Linked DNA regions of Zea mays: region 2 is linked to region 1. The links are chromatin contacts, called in public Hi-C maps. All regions are on one chromosome and are shown on one strand. The core of a region is the stretch at or near the end of the contact, and the rest is flanking DNA. Distances in the headings are between cores, read along the strand shown.

Region 1 (6,723 bases), core at 1,400-3,899:
TGTGTTTTCAAGTCGTCCGACTAATCGCGATTAGTCGCGATTAGTCGGGCTAGTCGGTTAGCAGAGCTCGATTAGGCAGCCGACTCGACTAGAGTACCTGGTCGCCCTGGTCGTCCGACTAGTCGACGATTAGGGCCGATTAGTCGCTCGATTAGCCGGTTCTGGGCGACTAGGTTTAGGACCTAGATTTTTTTGGACTTGTAGTATTAATGTGTGTTGTGTGGTACTGGTATCTGGGACTTGTAGTATTAATAACTAGAAGTGTTTCTCTGCTGTTTTCACTTTTCAGTATTGCTGAATTCATGTCATGTTTACCCTATCCTTCATAATATAGTATATGAAGTTCATATATACTATATAGTTATATAATTATTTACTATATAGTATAATAGTATAATAATATATATTATATAGTATATACATAGGTCCTGGTCTCCTGGATGAACAGGACGACCAGTAAACGACCAGGTCGACCAGAGCTCGATTAGTCGGACCTAGTCGACGACTAATCGAGATTAGTCGCTGGTCGGTCCCCCAGTTCGACTAGCTGGTCGAGCGACCAGAAAACATAGGTTGACATGAAGTTTTTATATAACCCGCTTTTCTTTCTTTCAGAACCATGGTTTCCAAATGTTGAATATATATATATATATATATATATATATATATATATATATATATATATATATATATATATATATATATATATATATATATATATATATATATTCAATCTTTCCATGCAAAGTGGGGAAATTTAGTTTTGCAGGGCAAGGGGACAAATGTGGATGGGAATAAGAGCAAGAGCAAAGGGCAAAAGACAGATAGAAAAGGTGTATAGACAAGGAGGAGGAACAAAGCAAGCAAGGTATATGCATTCAACATCTTTTATGGGCAGCAGGTGGTAGGATCTACCTAATTGGTGGTTATGGAACACCACATGGGAAGAGTAATGTATGATTCGGTAATCATCATGACTTTTTGTTTGGTTTTGGTATGGAGCATGTAGAGCCATGAGTAAATACAGAGGATCTCTTATGGGTACTAAAGAGAACAGATATGGTCTCTGCTGGGCATAAAAAGATAGGGAAGTAAACTCACGTTTGGAAGAATCGTGAGCAGGAGGAGAAGTGTCTTTTATCCCCCATTGCATAACACCTGTTTTGCCCTTTTGACTAGCATACATGGGAATGAGGACACTTAAGCTTTGTGATGAGGTGAGGTGAGAAATGGGAGTTGAGAGACAGACTTGAGAGGGAGAGATGCAAAGAGCAGAACAAAATGGGCAGCAATATTGGCTATGGAACTGAAGCACGAGCACATGGTAGGTTGCCTTGGGTTGAAGCCAGAGAGTCTGTGTGGTGCACATGAGTGTGGCATGACCGTCCAGCAAGCAATGCAAAGCAACGCAGAGTGTCACCTATTTAAGTCCAGTCCCCACCCAAGGTCCATTCCAGTGAGTGTTGTTCCCTTCCCTTTATAAACCAGAGAACCTGCAGTGCAGTGCAGGCAGAGTACTCCGTCTGATCTCGGTGATCTGTCTCCACGACAAGGAGTGCACTGTCAGCTCTAGCTTGCTGCAGAACAAGGGCAAGATGGCAAGAGGTGGTCGGCTACTGATCCTCTCCCTGGGGCTTGTGCTCCTCTACTTCGTCTCAGGTATACCTTTTTCCTATGCTCTTCTCCTTGTTCCATTTCATTCTTAAGATTGCCGTGCTGTGTGTCAACTGTTGTTGATTGGAACAAGAAGAAGAAGGAATGAAAGCTGTTTTGTAGGAAGTGTTGCTGCTGCTGCTGCACAGAAAACGTGGTGCGTTGCCAAGCCGTCGGCGTCCAACGATATCCTGTCTCTGAACCTCAACTACGCGTGCTCCCAGGTGAGCTGCGGCGTGATCCAGAAGGGCGGGCCGTGCTACTACCCGGACAACCTGGTGTCGCGCGCCGCCGTCGCCATGAACCTCTACTATGCCGCCAATGGCAGGCACCCCTGGAACTGCTACTTCAACAACTCGGCGCTCGTGGTGCAGTCCGATCCCAGCTATGGATCCTGCACCTACTACTGATGTCTGTCTGATGCTCTTTTGTAGCAGAGATCGGTCGATGAAAGGAAATATAATCCCTGTGTATGCTGTGCTGTGTTGTGTCTAGAGATGACAATAGGGACCTGATTCCCCCGTGGGGAATTTCCTATTGCTATCCCTAGTTGCGTCCTAGTAGAAGTGTCTCTTGTTCCATCCAGTTGATATGCATGATAACATTTGGAGATGCATGCATGTGATTTTGTATTCGAGGATATGGTGTGATCGCAAATGAACAAAGTGATGCAAGGCAGCAATCATTCATAAATTTGTCATTCTCAGATTAATCATGAGCAAATAAAGCCGAGTAAGTGTCTCTGAGTGCCAAGCCAACAATATCCACAGCGATGCCGCACGCTGTTTTGTATGGTAAATTACATTTCTTTTTCTTATAGTTTAAAATAAGAGATGGAATTAAATTCTCTCTATTTTTCTATTTATTGTGGTTTAATTTAAAAATAAGCTAACAATCGATAAATTTGATAAGTTAGATGTGTACTATTTTGGGACGGTAGTAGACTGAAACCGTGTGGGTCCCTTTATATTAGTTGGAGAAGAAGCATACGCATGTGCAACCGATGCCAGCCATGTGCAGTGCCGAGCGGAGACAAGACAGAAGAGAGGAGAGGGCCGGCCGAACGGAACCGGAGGTAGGGTAGGCGGGCCCCACCCCCACACGCTCTACGCTCTGCTCTGCTCCTGCGTGCGTGGTCTCTTTCCTCCCCTCTTCATCCAGATCCGGACCCGACCGCCGATCCATCCAAATCACCCTTCCCCTTCCCCTTCTCTTCCACCACCACCACCACCAGGCCGCCGCCTCGTCGTCCTCAATTCTCCTTTCGAATTTAGAATCCCCGTGCTGAGAGTTGAGTGCCGCCTTGGTTGCTCCGTACTGGACTCGATTCCTCATCGCAGCAGAAGCATCCCGTCCCCTCCGCTTCTCCTTGCTCTGCTCTGGTAAGCAACCACCCTACCTCTGCTTGCTGCTTGCTTTGCTTCCATTAGTGTTAGTGTATGACCAAGCCCTTTTCACATCTCCGATTTCAATCATGCGAATGGATGGATGGATTGCTCTGCTCCTTGGCTTGGAGTCCACGCTATGGGAGTATACAGAGAACCAACGATTTCGCTGTGGACACCCAAACCCAACCGCAATTGGATGGGTCCCCTTGTTTAATTTAACCTATGTAGGCATGCGTGCACATCCATATGGATCGGATTGGATCCCCTTGTTTTAGCTAACCAAACTCTTTCTGCCTCTCCCTTTTCCACATTCAGCAAAAACAGGCAACTTCACATGCATGTTCCAAGTCGAAGCCATGTCATACTGGCCGGTTTCCTTTACTACTTGTTACTCTGTTCCTTCTCTCGATCGTACTAACTGATGAGTGAACACAGTCACGGACCCAGGGCAGTCGAGAATATATATTGTGTATAATTTGGTACTACATATATCTAATTTTCGTCCGTTCGGTACATCATCGGAACATTATTAGAAAATAATCAAAATGTCTCATAATAGGATTGTAAGCTGCATAGATCTGTTTCTATGGATCTAAACACTCAAATGTAGTATGTTTTTAGACTAAATTTTAGGGTAGTCGGAGGCCTATCCATATACCCTTTGGGTCCGCCACTGGAGTGAACATCACACACACAGCTCCTTCAGACATCCATCACATGGCCATGGCTTTCTTAATGATGATAACCAATGCAGCACACAACCTGAGTCCTGAGGGTGGGGGGTAGACCAAATAAATCATACATGATCTGTTTCTTCACTACTCCCGGGAAAAAAGAAAAAGTCATCACACCAAAATTCAGAAACAGCAAGCAAAAACATTATCAGCTACTGCTACTGGTGATGGTGGAGTAATTTGTTCAGCACCTAAAGAACACGAACATATTAGTCTGCCTTTTTACCCATGATGATGCATGCCTTTTTACATCTGAACGCTGACATTGGCTTTTCTTGTTTCCCATCTGACTAATATACAGCTAACAAACAGACAAAAAAATAGCATCATGTCGGAGGTGAAGGACTCCAATGTGCCTGCTGCACTTGATGGAAATCCTCAACCTATGGACCAAACTGAAGACAATTCTATGCCCTCAGCACAGCAACAGGTTATTTTTCAGCACTAGTCCTGGAGATCATACAGTATTATTACGTACAGCCATTTCAATGGCACTCATCCAAATTGCTCTAATTAAGAGTGGCATGATAGATTGTAATAATGTTCCTGTGTGCAGGAAGAAGCAATCAAGAAGAAGTTTGGAGGACTAATGCCCAAAAAGCCCCCACTCATCTCAAAGGTTCCTTGCTCCAATTCCCTGTTCACCAAATCAAATCAGCCCTAAGGGTGGGAAGTGCTGTCTGTCACCAGTGTTAAAATTCTCTTCTGTAACTGTAGGATCATGAGCGGGCCTACTTTGATTCTGCTGACTGGGCTCTAGGGAAGGTATTCTTCTCTTTAATTTGTGTGGCCTCAGTACGTTTAATCTAGCGAGTTGAGGTTTGGAACTTGCATGCATGCATGACACTTTGATTGGTTATGTACAGCAAGGTGTTGCCAAACCAAAAGGACCGCTGGAGGCACTTAGGCCCAAGCTTCAGGTACCACTCTGCTAGTTATATGTGATGTACCCATGGTCTCTTATTTTATTTTGCTTTCTCTCTTTCTGGTTTATTGTTTCAGCCAACACGCCAACAACAGCAACAACGTGCAAGGCGCCCTATTTACACTTCGTCAGAAAACGAGGGTATGTACTTTTATTTGGCTTTTTGGTTATGGTCCTTGTGCACATGAAAAGCAGAGCTAAGCTTATGTAAGCGGTGGTTAGTTCTCTACTTCTTTGTATGTATGGTCCTCGGAGTTTGTTTGTTTGTTATATAAAAAATAAAGTCTTCCAATGTTAAAAAATAAAGAAAGAAAGAAAGGTTCTCTGTATCCTTTTTAACATAATAGTGACTGCAGACGGAGACGGGGCTGGTGCTGAGGATATGAACATCAATTGAAGTGGACTAGTGGAGTGGAATGCCTGCTCAGATTGGTTGATGAGCAAGTCGTCACTATATGTCAAGTGTTGTAGTTTGCTTTGCAATTATTGGAGGAATTAAATGATCGTCTGCTGGGTTCATGAGTCGAACATTTGATATATATGGCCTATTATTTACTAATATATATTTTTATTATCTGTGGATAAACATTTGATATGCATGAGGTGGCCGAGCTGTGAGTGACCGCTTGGTCAGGTTGCCGTGCTCAGTGGATTTTACAATCCAGAACACGAACAAGATGGCTTACATCATACACCAAACAAAACTCTGATGATCTTGTGGTTCTTATCTTAAAATATAATGCTTAACTCATAAAAAAATAGCTCCAAGTGTTTTATTTTATAAATTTTAATTTAAAGAAATATAGGACATATGATGAAGTGACCCAAATATATATTCCAGATGAGTGCCCTACTCTTATTTTCTACACAATTCTTAACATTTTATCTCTTGATAATGTAATTTACTTTTTAAAATATATAATTTATGGCTTACCTGTTAGAGCTCAATTTGTTTTTAATGTTCTAAACACTCCCTCCATTCTATAATAAAATTTGTTTTGTCATTTTGGTAGATTCATACAATATTTGTTGTATGTGTTCTATATATGTGTCTACGTTTGTTGAATATAGACATAGAAATAAATTGCTAAAATAAATACTAGTTTAGAAACGAAGCAAGTAATATTTTAATTTTTTTGGCACTATTTTGAGATATTTTTTAAAAGATGAGGTGGCAGTAGTAACGGATTCCTTACGTGTTTCGTACACGCCGGCCGGCATGCATGGTGTGCGCTGCTGCCTGCGGGGTAGAGATGGCCAAACGGGCCGGGCCTGCTGAGCCAGCGGGCTTAATTTTCTGTCCAAGCCCGGCCCGCAGCGGGCTTAAACGGGCCGGGCCGGCCCGTTTAGCACGAAAAAACGGGTCGAAAAGCGGGCTAAACGGGTCGGTAAGCACGTTTTAGTGTAAAAAAAACGGGCTTAACGGGCTTAGAGGTAAACGGGCCGTGCCGGGCTAGCCTGTCGTGCCTAGTTTCCTGTCCAAACCCGCTCGCTTATTCTACCGTGCCGGGTTCGGACCGGGCCCAAAAAGCGGGCTTCGTGCCGGGCTCACGGGCCTCGTGCTTTTTGGTCATCTATACTGCGGGGGCATGATCGGCATCTCGCGGTGACCACAGGCAACGCCACTGTAGCAGAGCCGGCAACAGACCTCCAGCTCCAGTCGAGCGGGCCTCGTCGCAGGTGGCAACCCCAAAGACGAGATGCATGGATGGGTCGGTTGTTTCCAATTACACTTGTGCAATCACTGACCGGGTTGATTAGACTTCACGGATACATCGCTCGAGTGGGTTTCTGTTTCACCCGACTTAACCTAACCTATTGCCATCCCTAAGGGCATGTTCGTTTTGCTCTCAATTCATGTGTATTGGGTGAGATTGGATGAGTTTCAATCCCAAACAAGTTATAATCTTTCATAATTTTTTCAATCTCATTCAATCCATATGGGATAGGAATAAACGAACAAACCCTAAATGGGGTTGATCCTCCAATCACATGCAACACGCACCAATAAATATTCAGCCAT
Region 2 (6,723 bases), core at 1,682-4,181, 270 kb after region 1:
CCATCGGGCTGGAATTTGGTATCGGGGAGCCTGCCCTTGTTTCTGTGTAGCAAAAAGGGGAAGGCGATAATGAATGTCCTTTCTATGCAAGCTTCACATCTCAAACATCTGCTCGGTGAACAGCGTACCTCTTGCAGTATTTGTGTTCACGATTCGAGGAGATGGAGATTTAGCTCGTGCTTTACGAGAAGGCGATAACGACCGCGACCGATCGTTAGGTGTAGGAGATGGTTCACGCCTGCAGCAGATCGGCCGGGCATACCAGCACTAGTGTTAGTGTATCTCTTTGGCCATTGGACATTGGCTTTGACCCTCAAACTCAAACAAAAGTGAAGAGGGATCTGAGAGTTACTATCTGTTTACCTCATCGTAGCCTGCCGACGAACTGGAGTAGAAATGGCTGCAACGAGTTCAGATCAGTATCAAAGTAATCTTTTCGCAAGTTCAGAGATCAGAAATGTGACCAACTACTTACAAGACTGGGACTTGTGCATCTTGCGGCCTGTATACTGCCTGCTATACCGTGGAGGTTCTGAAACCGGGTGGATGGAAGATTCCAGTAGATCCAGGCCTATACAAAATACAACCTATCTATGATGGTCTGTATGTTGTTGTACGAACCAAAAAAAATAAAAGGACTGCTATATAATACATTAACAAATAAAATAGAGCATGAAATTGCCTGGTAATATGTAACGCCTATGATACTTTGGCGCCTTGATAAGAAGAGCTTGCTGGGATCTTGCCTCCTGGTCAGTTGTCTGTTGGCAAATTCGTACCCTCTACAATCAATCATAAGAACCAATGGTGTGAAGAACGGTACGGTACAGGTGCAAAAACGTAATGCTATCTCTGATAATCATTCCATACTGGCAGACTGGGTCAAGAGAACAATCATCTGAAAGGAAGTTTCCACAGTCAACACTTGAGCACTATACCTGTTCAACTGAAGACACTAGGAATTCAGTCTCCTTAACCTCGACAGCTTTCTCGCTGACAAGGTTATCCACCTTGTATGACACAAAACCCAGATGGTCCACTGTGCTAACAAGGGCCTCAACTGTGTAATCTTTCAAACTCGTCATCACACTACATAGGAAGATCATGGTGAGAGGATAAGTGTTGCTACTTCTTTATTGAAGCAAACAGCAAACAGAACAGACAAGGAAACAAAGATCCAGAGAAGGATTCATACGTAGATTTGTGCGAGTTGTTCCTGTAAAATACTTCAAAATATTCTGCCGCTGAGTACAGCTGTGACCGCAGATTCCTCAGGTCCTACAAACAAAGCATACTTTATTAAACTCAGGCGGATAGAGCATAGGAGATAGTAATAATAAATGCCAGATAAGCACCTATGTGAGACACATTAATCATTGACAAAGGCATAGCCATGTGGGGGGGTTTTGTTGTGGCTGTGGGCAAGGATTCTATCTGCTTTTCTTTACCCCAAGCAGAGACAAATTTGACAATAGATGGCAGCAAGCACGTTCTAGGCTGGCACTAGCAGACCAGTAAACTCTCAAGAACGGCAGGTTAAATATTTTGTCGAACAAATAGCACTCGGATATATAGGCAAAGCAATGTCATAAATCACAAAAAGCCTTGATGCAACTTTTATTAGGAAGAGCCTCGGTGCTGAGTCGGTGTCATGTTGCCGCCGTTATGCAGACCAAGTCCATTTTCAAACTCCAAATGGGATGGCGCTTTCGCTTAATAAGGGCAAAAGTAGGGGGGGGAGAAAAGGTGCGGCCATTATAGAGCTGCAAAGGCAGCTATTATTGTTTGATTCACAAACTGTTGAGATGATGTATTACTTGAGCTGTATGGCTGTATGCATGAACATGCAAAAGGCCGGAATGATATTTCCATTTCCAAAAAAAAGCTATTATACCAGTGATGCATGGTTCTCTCTCTTTTGTCGAAAGGCAGAGAGCAATCCGAGATTTCAACAAGGAATAAAGCAATCCAAGACTTCAAGGTTAGACCTTCATAAATGGCTGATGTTATTGGTTGTAGTATACTCCTACAAGATTAGTTGTATTGCTGTAACAAGATATGGACAGGACAACACGCCCGTACAGTAGCACAGTGTGTGATTGAGATACTAGATGGATGGATGGATAGACCTACAAAATCTTTGTGATTGACATGGACAGCCAAGCGCACAGGGAAACCCGGAAATGGGGCATTTTTTTTTTGGTGTGAACACCGGCAGGCAGGCAGCAATCAAGGAATGCAATCCGGTTTCTTCCGCAGGCGCACGAGTTAGATCCACAGGAACAACAAGTAGGGGGGAAAATGGAGTCTTTCGTAGATGAGAAGAGGGAGGTGCTAGATAGTAGTACCTTGAGGGTGTCGGAGAAGAGGAGGCCTTCCTGCAAGGACATGGCCTCGGTGACGGAAGCGGCGTCGTGGTCGTCGTGGGTGTGGGAGGAGACGGTTGACGGCGACATTGAGACCGCCTCCATGCGCAAACAGGACGGCTTCCCTCACCTGTTGCCAAGATAGATTCGTCCTCCCAGGCCCAGCTGTTGTAGCAGCAAGACCCCTCCCCTCTCCGTGGCTCCGACCTTGTGCGGGAACCAAAACCCCCAAGAAAGCAGGAGTTTTTGAAGGGGGGGGAGGAGACGAAGAAGCCCCAATGCCCTGGGTGGGCGGCGGTGGTTCACCTATGAGCCCATGAACATGGGAGGGAGTTGAACCACCACAGCCCTACTCTACTCTACTCTACTCTACCTGTGTTTGGGTGGAGCAGTGGTGTTGCCAAGATCTGGTTTGGGTCCCCTCCCTTTCTCTGTCCGTCCAAGAGTAGAGCAGAGATTTGGAAGCTTGCTGGTGCGCAAGGCGCTAGAGATTGGTGGAGCAGGGGTGATGGGCCATGGGAGAGGAGGGGGCGGATCGGATGAATGCGACGGACGGGGAAGATGATGGACGGAGTAGTTAGAGAGAGGCTATTTGTTTGGGGAACGTATCATGTGCTCATGGAGCTCTTGTGCTCATATGAGCACTTTAAATCTGGTGCCTTCATTTCTCATCTAAGTGTGAATAGACATTTTCTAGTTTCTTCTGTGCGTCACCCTTGACCACCTGCGCCGTCTGTCGCTTCTATGTGCCACTGCTGCTCTCACCCCTGGATGAGAAATGAAGGCACCAGATTTAAAGTGCTCATATGAGCACAAGAGCTCCATGAGCACAGGATATGTTCCCATTTGTTTGTTGGCTGCTGGCAGTAAATTTGCTTTGCTTGAGCTTCCGTTTCACATCCAATACCCGTGTTCCAGTTCCACTTTGGTTTTGTGCGATGAAATGAACAAGGGTCAAGGAAGGGCAGAGAGGCCAGAGGAAGATCACGTGCTACGCATGGATGACTCTGGCCGTGGTCGGTCACAGCAAAATTCAGTTGGCAACGTATCTAGTGCAAATCAACCTATCTATATAACCATGCAAACTTTTAATCTAAATCACTTGATGTTGATGTAAGGGACGCGGAACGTGGATAATCTTACACTTAACCGCCTGCTGTTAATCACACTTTTTCAAATCCCTCTTCCACTCCTTCGCACGTCTCCTTATATCAACATCATGTGATTCAAATTAAAAGTTTATATGGTTATACGGATGAGTCTCACAATAGATGACCCGTCTTACCTTCATAGACTCATACACTTTTCTCTACTGTTATAATATGGCATAATATCTTTGTCATGTACTCATGTTCTCGTTGGAATTCTACAATGCACAAAAAAAAGCTCAAAGCAAATAAAACGAAGGGGAGTAATTTTATCCGTTCATTTTCATCTGTTGCTTAGCACTTCTTTGCAATTTGCAATTGCAACCGGTTTGACCAATTCATCCAGAAGACAGAGAAGCCATGATTTCACCCTTTATTGTAAAAGAAACATCTTCTTACCTCTAAACCTTTTGTTACATCTAAACCTTTTATCAGGTTGTTTCCTGTCATATCTCTATCTTATCCGCTATTTTAAACTTCACTATACAAACAGTGTAGTTTATAGATCGCATCTCCTATTTTTACACGATCTATCGCGAACAGTCTCATGGATTAATTTCTTAAGTTAGCATTTGACAAGACTTTGCTCAATAAATAACAAAGAGAACGAAAGACACATACAACCAAAGCCTCTAAAGAAGCCAGACAAACAACTCATAAAAGATGTCTCCTTACCATAGTGCAAAAAAACACAAATGGAAGTTATCGAGAGCTCTGCTAAATTATTTAGGACTAATTTTAAAAGAAAAAGAAGGTAATAGTTTACACATAACTGTATTAACAATGAGCCATGTCTCCATCAATTTTGGAAACCAAATTATGTATCACCCTAGACTTACCAAAAAAAAACCATGTCCTTACACAAAAGCCAAGAAAATCAGACTAGACTTCAGTAGAAGTTGACACTTAACCTAAATTATCATTGTATTCGAGTTTATATGTTTCAAGAGTATGGTTAGAATATAAGCGTAACCACACAAGGGCTAGGCTTGTAGACCTTCATCTGGTGGTTGTCTAGCCCAAGATAGCCCAAGACTCAATCTTAAGTCACACACTCGTTTCGTTTCGTAGTCTAATTGCTCGCTGAGACATTTGACAAGTGTTAACGACTGGTTTATAGCTGCTGGAAGCACATTGGTGTATCTTGTGTACCACATGTGTGTTCAGTGCAGCGCAAGCAGTGCACCGAACATGTTTGATGCATCTGGTTTTTGTTTCTCAAGAGGTGACATTTAGATTCCTTTGTCAGGATATAAATAGACCTTTTTGGTCGGGTTTGGCTGGTATCCCTCGACCACTAACACTTGCATACATAAACATCTTGACTCTAATTACAATTTATTCAAAACTAGAGCAAGTAAACGTTTTCGCATATATAAACATCTTGAGTCTAGTTATAACTGTAATTTTTTATAGAACAACTTTTATAGCCTATTCACTTCTCTTCTAGACATCTAAGTTCTATCAATGTGTCATGCATAGGTGCTATTTTCTTACACCAATGATAAAATGACATTGTTTCCCCTCCACCAACAATTATGCACCCAACTTAAAACCATCGAAAAGAGGCCGATAAGTTAGCTTGATATGAGATACAACGTGTAATCTGATTCTTGGGGTTCTAGATCAACTTGTTCAAAGGTATGCAGACATTTATGGATGATTTGTGACTTATGTTCCTATGTAAAAATTATCCATTTTGTCCGAAGATTTTTTATTACTTATTCGAACTTTTAATACTTACGAAACTATTAAAGTTTTTCTTGTGCAAGGCAGTATATTGTATACATCAACTTAAAATCTCTGAAAAGAAGCCAAGAAATTAACTTGATTTGAGACCCAACCAAATCTGATTTGTGGGGTTGATATCCAAACATTTATTGCTGATTTGTGGCTCATGTTCCTATTCAAGATTAGAGAGTTTTGAGTGTTGATTCTAGCATTTATTAGTTAGTACTTATTAAGTTAAATAACATTTCCTTGTGCGGACAATATATGATTCCTACATCACGACATGCAATGGTGAGCAATGTTCGACGTCTACCTTTATATAGGGTATCCTAAAATTTAGTGTGTGCCAAGACATAATTTCTGTTTCCACAATAATCTTATGATTTTAACAAACTTTAGTAATGGGTTTCATCGATGCATAAAAAGATTTTCTTATAGGATCACTAATTTTCTATACGCAAGAATTCCATCACAAAATGTTGGATAAAGTAGTTACACAAGACAAGACAAGCTGGCGTGGCTGGGCCTAGCCCGGGTATCTAATCACGGGCTGGGCCAGAACCAGAGAAGCCCAACAGTTGCCAAGCATTAGCAGCGGCCTTGGCACATGCAATGCAACAGTGGTTTTAAATTTTTTATTTTCTTTAAATGCAAAAATGAAAAAGCGGCACCAAACTATCGCTGAGCACGACCTAGCCCACAGCCCCACACGTTCGTTCCTTGTGCGCACTACTACATCCTTGCCACTTTTTCTAATATAAGTCTGGTTCAGAGTTAAAGATTAAGACAACATCATTCTAGTAATGTACTCATATGTCCGTCAAAATTAGACGAACGAGAGAGAATATCAGCTGTCCCGCAACCAAAAACACTCTAACAAAACAGGAGAGAGGTATGGATGTCAGAAAAAGATCTAAAATTACACACTAGTGTGCCTGTGATTGACATATTGATGTTGATTCTTGGACTAAAAACCAGATTCCTTCTACTACTTGTAATAGTAGCACATCACAACTGAATCCAGAGCACTGCAACACACTACGTACAATATAAATCAGGAGTCAAGTATGCCAACCAATTTAATGTCCCATACATACATACATAATATTTACACAGCTAACATACCCAAGGTAAGGTCATCATCCATCCTTGTTATTGCTTGTTGCCCGTCGCTAAGGCTTTAGGCAGATCACTAGACACACATTAACTTGTCATCTTTAAACCAAACCAAACTTCTAAAAGACGCATTATCAAATCTTTTCTGCAAATCCTATGTTACATCACTTCTTCCTTCCACTGAATTTTTTTCTCAAGGAAGAACTGACGCCAGCAACCAATCTGTTGCCTTCTTTGTCATCGACAAGCTACGCCATCATGTTTCAGCAGCACCCATCTCCTGACTGCCCCAGCCAAAAAAAAAAATCCCTTCTTCTAATAGTCCCTCTTCCCATCCTGCCCCAGGCAAGGGCAAGCCTCCA

The links. Hi-C and Micro-C count contacts between places; a contact is called where the count stands out from the background.
Region 2: a Hi-C map of tassel shows a contact between it and region 1, with 3 times the contacts expected there. The contact joins the promoter of LOC100282198 here to the promoter of LOC100282125 in region 1. A contact is called at or near these places in 2 of 25 Hi-C or Micro-C datasets (endosperm and tassel).

What each region holds. Positions count from the first base shown.
Region 1 is chr3:1,397,767-1,404,489 of Zm-B73-REFERENCE-NAM-5.0, forward strand. It overlaps LOC100282125, which reads left to right and starts at 2,650. Exons shown (of 7, transcript NM_001155038.2): 1 at 2,650-3,035; 2 at 4,077-4,205; 3 at 4,332-4,394; 4 at 4,493-4,540; 5 at 4,642-4,695; 6 at 4,778-4,841; 7 at 5,057-5,390. The coding sequence starts at 4,104. The coding sequence ends at 5,097. It overlaps LOC103649530 (glucan endo-1,3-beta-D-glucosidase-like), which reads left to right and starts at 1,457. Exons shown (of 2, transcript NM_001329109.1): 1 at 1,457-1,659; 2 at 1,777-2,342. The coding sequence starts at 1,596. The coding sequence ends at 2,063.
Region 2 is chr3:1,669,055-1,675,777 of Zm-B73-REFERENCE-NAM-5.0, forward strand. LOC100282198 reads right to left here and starts at 2,932. Exons shown (of 8, transcript NM_001155110.1): 1 at 2,349-2,932; 2 at 1,196-1,278; 3 at 939-1,089; 4 at 683-782; 5 at 476-571; 6 at 364-400; 7 at 129-238; 8 at 1-42. The coding sequence starts at 2,471. LOC100857063 (auxin response factor 1) reads right to left here. Exons shown (of 14, transcript XM_008675251.2): 14 at 6,201-6,723. The coding sequence ends at 6,677.